2 separate regions of the Sus scrofa genome follow, and region 1 is linked to region 2. Evidence: chromatin contacts called from public Hi-C data. All regions are on one chromosome and are shown on one strand. The core of a region is the stretch at or near the end of the contact, and the rest is flanking DNA. Distances in the headings are between cores, read along the strand shown. Region 1 overlaps VCL (vinculin). Region 2 holds the start of CAMK2G (calcium/calmodulin dependent protein kinase II gamma).

Region 1 (3,723 bases), core at 818-3,317, 200 kb before region 2:
CAGCCAAAACAATAAAAAAACAAAAAGCTAGACAAGTATGATTTTTCAAGAGAATCCAACTTGTTCACATGCCACACGGGCAATTAAGAGACATGATTATTTCCCCTGTCTCTGCCCACAAGCCCTCACCAAAGCCAGTATCACCAATTTATAAAGCCCAGACAGTTCCTAATGTATCACAGGCACTCAAAACATATCTGCTGAGTAAATGAATGAAAAAATAATGAATTCTCTATAATATAATTAGAAAAAACACTCAAATATCATACTACAGGATGCTGAACCTATTTTTTTTTTTTCATCTTTTTAGGGCCACACGTGTGGCATATGGCATATGGAGATTCCCAGGTTAATCAGAACTACAGTTGCAGGCCTACACCACAGCCGCAGCAATGCCAGATCTGAGCTGCATCTGTGACCTACACCACAACTCACGGCAACACCAGATCCTTAACCCACTGAGCAGGGACAGGGATCGAACCCGCAACCTCATGGTTCCTAGTCAGGTTTCCGCTGTGCCACAACAGGAACCCCTGAACCAATATTTTTAAGAACATCTATCAGGTACCAGAACTTTAATTCCTGTCCAATTTGTTTTCTTTTGTTCCCACTCTTCCAATATACTGTTCACAGCACACTAGCTATCGCTTGGTTATACAATTAAGTAGAAAAGGAAAACAAATTATGGATACAAACTTTTTAAATACTCTCAAAAAAACATGGGGAAAGGCCTAATAAATGCTAAAATCAAAACAAATTACCCCTCAAGACTATCCAAATGTTTCCCTAATTATGCTAGGGGGCGGGGGGGGGAGTGTGCTTTACCAGTTTTCTCTACTCTCAAAACTAATCTATGATGATTGTAAAAAATTCCAATAATATAAAAAGGATTTATGGGGCTGTGTGGGTTTTTCCAAGATGTTTTACAGTAAGTGTTCAAAAATGTGTAGAAACTCTTCTGCAATTAACTTCACTTACTATATGGTGAGCGCATAATAAAAGAAGGAGTGAAACCCACCTGGGGTGTGAGTTCTCGGGCTGTCTTCACTGAGGCCTGAATGCCTTCTACTGTTGATTTATTAGCAGTTCCAACTGCAGCCGCCTTCTCTGCTGTGGCACCAAGCCTTCCTGAATGGTTTTCAAAGTTAGCTGCCCTCTCATCAAACACCTTGAGGAAAAGACAAAGATATTAAGAAATTTTATTTCAAGAAAATGGTTCGGGCAGCCTGAGAAAAAGTCTCTCTTTAAGCAGAGGCAGCAACTACTTGAACAAAGACTTTATGAGATGACATCAAACTCTAGGTAATAAGACAACAGTCAAACATCAAGGCTCGGCTTTGCCAGATCTCCTGAGAGCTTCAGCCATAAGCATCACACACCCTTGAATTTCAGTTCAACCAAGAGCAAACAGGACTTAGAGCACTGTGTAGTCTGCAATTAGGAGTTCATGGCATGCAAAGACAAATAATCCCTGTTCCCAAAAGACTTATCCTCTAATGTGAAGATAGAAAACCCACTCGAGGCTCCAGTGTAGGTGGCTGGGTGCATTAAAGGCCAAGAATATCCACAGAGTCCTAAGCAGAACTCCAGCCTCCTCAGAGCAGCTCCCTCACGTATCCCATTACCATTAATGTTGTAAAAACCCTGCCCCTGACCTCGGGTGAAACGATAGCTGGTGCTCACATCCAGACCTGACACAAGGGTAAGGATGGCTGACTTCTGTCACCCCAAATGCAAAACTCTCCACCGAATTAATTGCTCAGCACTCACATTTTTTTAAAAGTTAACTTCTGCTTCGACAATGCTATCATGCAAGTTCGCATACCATGAAAGGGACCATTTACCCGAAAGTGACAAAAGCCCTCCTATTATTTGTTTGTATAACATTATTAGAGTTGATGCTTGAAGCAAGGTATAGCCAACAGCCCTGGTGAGCCTTATACCATACACAGAGCAGGTCAGGAACCACCTGGCAGAATCTGTCCTCTTTGCTTCCTCCTGAGGGTCTACCTGCCCATCCTTGGAGACAAGTTCCAGCTCCCAGTGGACAATCTCCCAAGTCTCCTGGTTCAAAAGCAGGCTCCAGTCTCATCACCAGGGTACTATGTTTACCCACTCAAGCCTCTTCCCCATCCCAGCCCCTGAGTTCTTGTCATTTATTACTCAGAATCTCTGCCTAAATCTCTGATCTCCTGGCCTCAGTCTTTGGCTGGCCTCCCACACTCTGGATCTGAAGGCCTGTTGCTGAGTTTGGTTGACCATCTCAGTAATTAGAGAGAAAGAACAAAGATGTAGAGGGGAGAAAGGTCAGAGTAGTCAGGAAACTATAAGCAATGAGGTATTGCTGGGGCGTGAACGGAAAGGCAGCGTTTTGTGGAAAACGGGGATAGATAGAGTATTAGAGGCCAGACCACAGAGCTCTGGTTTTCTCCTGTGTGAAAGGTAAGGGCCACCATAGGGATTAAACAGGAAAGTAACAGGGTCAGATTTGTATTTTTATCTTATCGGTGGCCTACGGACAGATTCAAAGAAGACCAGACACAGCTTAGCAGTCATTCAAGCAGCAGGGGACCAGGATCAGACCACGAGAGCTGTGGCAACATGAATGGAAATTGGAAAGGCTTCAAGAAATATTTGTGGGATCAAATCAGCTTGTCTTAATTTATCAATGTGGGAAGATGAAGGGAAGGGTTAGTGGTGACTCATAATTTTCCAACAGAACAAGAGCAAGGGCCCCAGGGTTAGAACATATAAACATAAACAAGGAATACTGGGAATACAACACCAGATGCAGAGATGTGATGATGGAGCCACTTGTACCAACTCACCCAAGTTCATAAAAGCCAAATATACTCCTCTCTTCCCACCTCTGCTTACAGAGACCTCACACTGAACAGCCATCATGGGAGTGTATTTGCATCATGGAAATCAACAAACATTGCAAATCAGGACCTTTTCTGTTGTTGTTTCTGTTTGTTTTTTCCTGGAGAACTGTTCTACCAGCTCATCACTGTCTTTACTGTTCACTGAAGGACTCTGGCTTCACTCTGGGACAGGGAAGCGTCAGCTGACAGGTTTGAGTGCAAGAATGACATCAAATGATTTAAAAGAATTGTCCTGACTTCTGTGCTGAGAATACAGTACCCTAATCAAAGGGAGGGTTCTGACTGGAGTGCCCCCATTCCTCATTTCTTACTGCCTAGAACATAATGCCTAGGGCTGTAACAGCCATCTCAGATGGTGAGGCAAAGACCAAAAGAATCACAGAGATGGCAGCTCTCATGGTGTCAAGCTGCTGAACTGATGCCAGGGCCACCTATCTCCATGTTTCTTGTTATGTGATGAAAATAACATTTGTTTTCATCTCTGATGGTCAGGTCTTATACTACTTGCAAGTAGAGACATGTCCTCAAGATACTCTTCAGTGACACACTTGAGGACTGAAAGATGTGCCAGGGTCTTCCTTCCCTCTCCTACCCTCCCACTCTTCATCCACAATTTCCCAACCACTCCTGACATACCCTGTAATCACATTTTACCTTTACACACACACACACACGGCTGGCCAAATGGGAGACCTCAGATACCCACCTCTTCTCTATTGGGTGCATCAGGAGGGGCAGTGGCTGCCACTGCCAGCAGCTTGATGGGAGTTGTGGTATCACTGAAAACATCTGACACCTCTTGAGTCATGGCTTCTTGCATCCGGGCTTTCAGATCCTT
Region 2 (3,651 bases), core at 489-2,988:
CTGGGAAGGGGTGGGGCATGATATTGTCACCTCAACCCTTTTCTTCTGCCCTCTACCCTCCTCCCAGGCAATCAGTTAGTGCTTTACCTCTCATATCCCTTTAATTGCCTCCACTGGGCAGTCTGGTTCTCAGACCAGCTCCAAGGGCAGCTGGGTGAGAAGAGAGGAACCCTCCAGGGGAGCTTTGCTCCACCCACCCCCTCAGGGAAGCAGCCTAGGAGGAGGCTAGGATGCCTCTCAGCCTCTCAGTTGTCTGCTCTGGGTGATCCAGCCTGTCAACTGGGATGCCTGACTCCCAGGGGGAGTCCCCTGTAATTCAGACTGAGCTGCAGCATTGAGCTGAGCTCTGCCCTGCCCAGCAGGAGCTGGCCTCTGACTTGGGGTACAGCTGCCCGGGCAGGTCAGGAACCTGCCCAGCCTGTTTCTCCTCCACTAAGACAGTTATGTGCCTCAGTCCTACCATCCTCTGACAATGGGGAAAGAGAAAGGGATGGTAACTCCTGCCAGAGCCCCAAAAAGTAGCCTCATTCACAAATATTTACTGAGGGTCTGGATCTAAGTATACAGTGGTGAAGGAGGCAGAGGCCCTGCCCTATTACAATTCAGTGAGACAGCAAATATTAAACAAATAGCTACCACTGTTCTAATTAGGTATCAGGTACTATTCTAAGTACTTTATGTGATTTAGTCCTTTTAATACTCCAAACTCTGTGAGGTAGTTAGTTACTATTATTCTTTATTATCAGTTTTCAGATAAGGTAACTGAAGCAAATTAGAAAGTGACTTTTCTAATGTCACATAGCTGATCAGTGAGTTGCCCAGGAATCCAAGCCAGGCAGTCTTACCCCAGAGTTCCCTCAGACAGCCATGCTCTAGCTCTACTGCCTCTCACAGCAGTAAACATATCATTACACAATGTGATGAGTGCCATAAAATAAAAATAAAGGGTGCTTGCAAAAAAATGGGGCTATTTTCTCCTTCCTTCCACCTGCTCTTCTAGCCCACAGCACACAAAACCTTTTCTACATGGTTCCCACTTCATCCCTTTCATTGCTGGCAGGAGAGAACATTCTCTCTTCTCTAAGACTGGAGTGCAGGAAGGCAGAGTTCCACTTGCATCCTTGGCTCTGGCCTGGTCTCCCTGAACAAACCGTGCCTGAAAGGTTTTATCTAATAATGGCCTTGATGCTTACACAAGTCTAGACTGTCAGCTTCCCGAGGGAAGGCAGCTGAGAGCTGGCTCTGCACAGACTGGGGGCGCTTCGTGAGTGTGCTGTCTAAAACCTGCTTTTTGACCTTGGCTCTCTCCCCACATGGTGTGAGCCGGACTCGGGGCTTAGGACCCGTGCGTAGCGACCCGCCAGAGAACTCAATGGGCCAGACCTCTGCATACTCCCAACACACACACACTCGCACGCACATTCTGAGCACTTGTAGGGTCTGCCCTGGGACTAGCCCACAGGTCGCGAACCTTTCAGCCCCGCCTGGGTAGGTAGCCCAGGACTGAGACCCCCGCCCCGCGATCCCCTTTACTCCCCAGCGATCACAGCCCAGCTCCGGCTGCTCCCTGGGCGGGGCGGGGCCCGCGGCGGGAGGCCCCTCCCCGGGGGCGGTCCGGGGGCCGGGCGGGGGGCCGGCGGGGCTGGGGGCGGGGCGGGCGGGCGGCGCGGGGGTGTTCCTCCCTCCCTCGCTCTCCCCGGTAAAGTCTCGCGGTGCTGCCGGGCTCAGCCCCGTCTCCTCCTCTTGCTCCCTCGGCCGGGCGGCGGTGACTGTGCACCGACGTCGGCGCGGGCTGCACCGCCGCGTCCGCCCGCCCGCCAGCATGGCCACCACCGCCACCTGCACCCGCTTCACCGACGACTACCAGCTCTTCGAGGAGCTCGGCAAGTACGGTCCGCCCGCCGCCGGCCGGGGCCCCCCACCCTGCTCTAGCCGCCCGGGCGCTATGCGGCTCCTCGCCCCGCCCCCCCGCCCTGCACCGGCCGCTGCAGCGCCCCCTCGGCCTGCCCCACCCCCAGCCTTTCCCGCCAGCCGCCTCTGGGGGCCCCTTCGCCCCCAGCTCCTTGCCCCGCAGTCCCCTCCGCGCCCTGCAGCAGCAGCTGCCCGGGCTGCTGCACCCCGCGCTGCCGCGGAGACTGCAGCCCCTGGACCGCTCCTGGGCGCCCTCCAGCCCCGCCCCTCCCTCACCCTTCAGGCACCCCACATCCCGACCCCGCCTGCTCACTGCCCCCTCCCCACCCTGTTCACGAGCTCACTCAGCATCCTGTCCCATGTTCCACTCGCCTGGCGCTCAGGACCCTCCCCGGCCCTGCAGCTCTAACCCTGCTGCGGTGCCGGAGTGTGGGGGGATGTTTGGTGCCCAGCCCCGCCCCCGGCTGTTGCCGCTTCCAGGATCCCAGCCCCGCTGCTGGGCAGTGCTGCAGCACCCCAGTCCCCTCCCCCAATCCCTGCAGTGGTCCCGGGAGCCGCGCGCCGCAGCCGCAGCATCCCCCTCCCCTCCGCACTGAGCTGGCCGCTGCAGCAGCCCCGGTCCCCCCCCACCCCACCCCGCGGCTCCGAGCCCGGCCACTGCAGCCCCCGCCCTGCCCGCCCCCCTAGACGTTTCCAGAGCTGGAGAGTGCGAGCTCCTATTCGGGGGAGGGGGGACATAGAGGGAAATGTCATGGGGAAGGGGAGCTGTTGATGTCTGAAACCCACAGCTGGACTCCCTCTTTCCCTGCTGTCTGTTGAGCCGGTAAACGCAGTGGGGTGAAGCCGGTTGAGGGGGATTTGAGCCTCACTTTCCTCACCTTCCCCCATGGTTGAGGAAGATTTCTCTCTCAGGGGATTATACCCTCTTTTAATTAATCTCTTCTCCTACCCTCGACTGTTCTGCTGAGAAAAGGGCAGGGTCTCTTCCCTTCTCCGGGTTCTGTTGGCTGGGACTGCAGGGCTGTCTGAGAAGCAGCAGGTGTGTGTTTTATGCATCTCCCACCAGCTCTTGACGCACAGCCTGAGGTTAGGGCTGTTGCTTTGCCCAGCGGCTAGATGTGGGCATGAGAGTAGGGTGGTCCTCCACCCACATTTGTGGAGTGTCCCACAGAGGCCACATCCTTCTGCCCCATGTTGGTTGGTGATAGTCACCACCCATGGTGATAGTCACTATGCTGATGTGTGTGTGTGTTATTTTGACTAAAGTCTGGTGATGGGAGCAAAGCTGTCCTCAGATCTGAAGTGTGTTTGTGTCTCTCTGCTCTGCTCCGTGTCCCAGTTCTTTCCCTCTTCTCCCTCCAGGGGTGCTTTCTCTGTGGTCCGCAGGTGTGTGAAGAAAACCTCCACGCAGGAATATGCAGCAAAAATCATCAATACCAAGAAGTTATCTGCCCGGGGTGAGTATTCCCCATCTTGGCCTCTCCCTGGGGTGCCTCCAAGGGTTATGGATTCTTCTAAAGATGCTCCAGGAGTTGGGGATTGTGTGTTTTAGCACTTGGAGAAGAGTTGGTATTTCGGGGTGGGTAGACTTTGAAACCAGACAAGAAGTTGTATGGAGACCAAGTAGAAGAGAATGAAGATGTAAGAGATGTAGCTTTCTTTAGGGGAAAATGGTGCCTGAAGGCTCAAATGAGTTTGGTTTTTATGGAGGGAGAGGATAAGGGGAGTGGTAGGTGGCTT

The links. A called contact is a pair of places that touch in the nucleus more often than the background predicts.
Region 1: a Hi-C map of adipose tissue shows a contact between it and region 2, with 2.5 times the contacts expected there. The contact joins the enhancer-like site here to the promoter of CAMK2G in region 2. A contact is called at or near these places in 1 of 5 promoter capture datasets (liver), 23 of 47 Hi-C or Micro-C datasets (adipose tissue, alveolar macrophages, blood and 13 more) and 2 of 2 datasets of contacts at active chromatin or transcription factors (alveolar macrophages and skeletal muscle).

Annotation. Positions count from the first base shown.
Region 1 is chr14:76,790,460-76,794,182 of Sscrofa11.1, reverse strand. VCL (vinculin) reads right to left here. Exons shown (of 21, transcript NM_213934.1): 13 at 3,592-3,720; 14 at 1,019-1,168. Among named protein-coding and RNA genes, the nearest start is that of AP3M1, 43 kb to the left of the region's middle. Within about 2 kb of position 2,067, at least 2 of the 83 cell types and tissues checked have an H3K27ac peak or open chromatin away from gene starts, as enhancers often do. A contact at or near this core is called in adipose tissue, where this site is marked.
Region 2 is chr14:76,590,631-76,594,281 of Sscrofa11.1, reverse strand. It overlaps CAMK2G (calcium/calmodulin dependent protein kinase II gamma), which reads left to right and starts at 1,738. Exons shown (of 21, transcript NM_214193.1): 1 at 1,738-1,887; 2 at 3,274-3,368. The coding sequence starts at 1,823.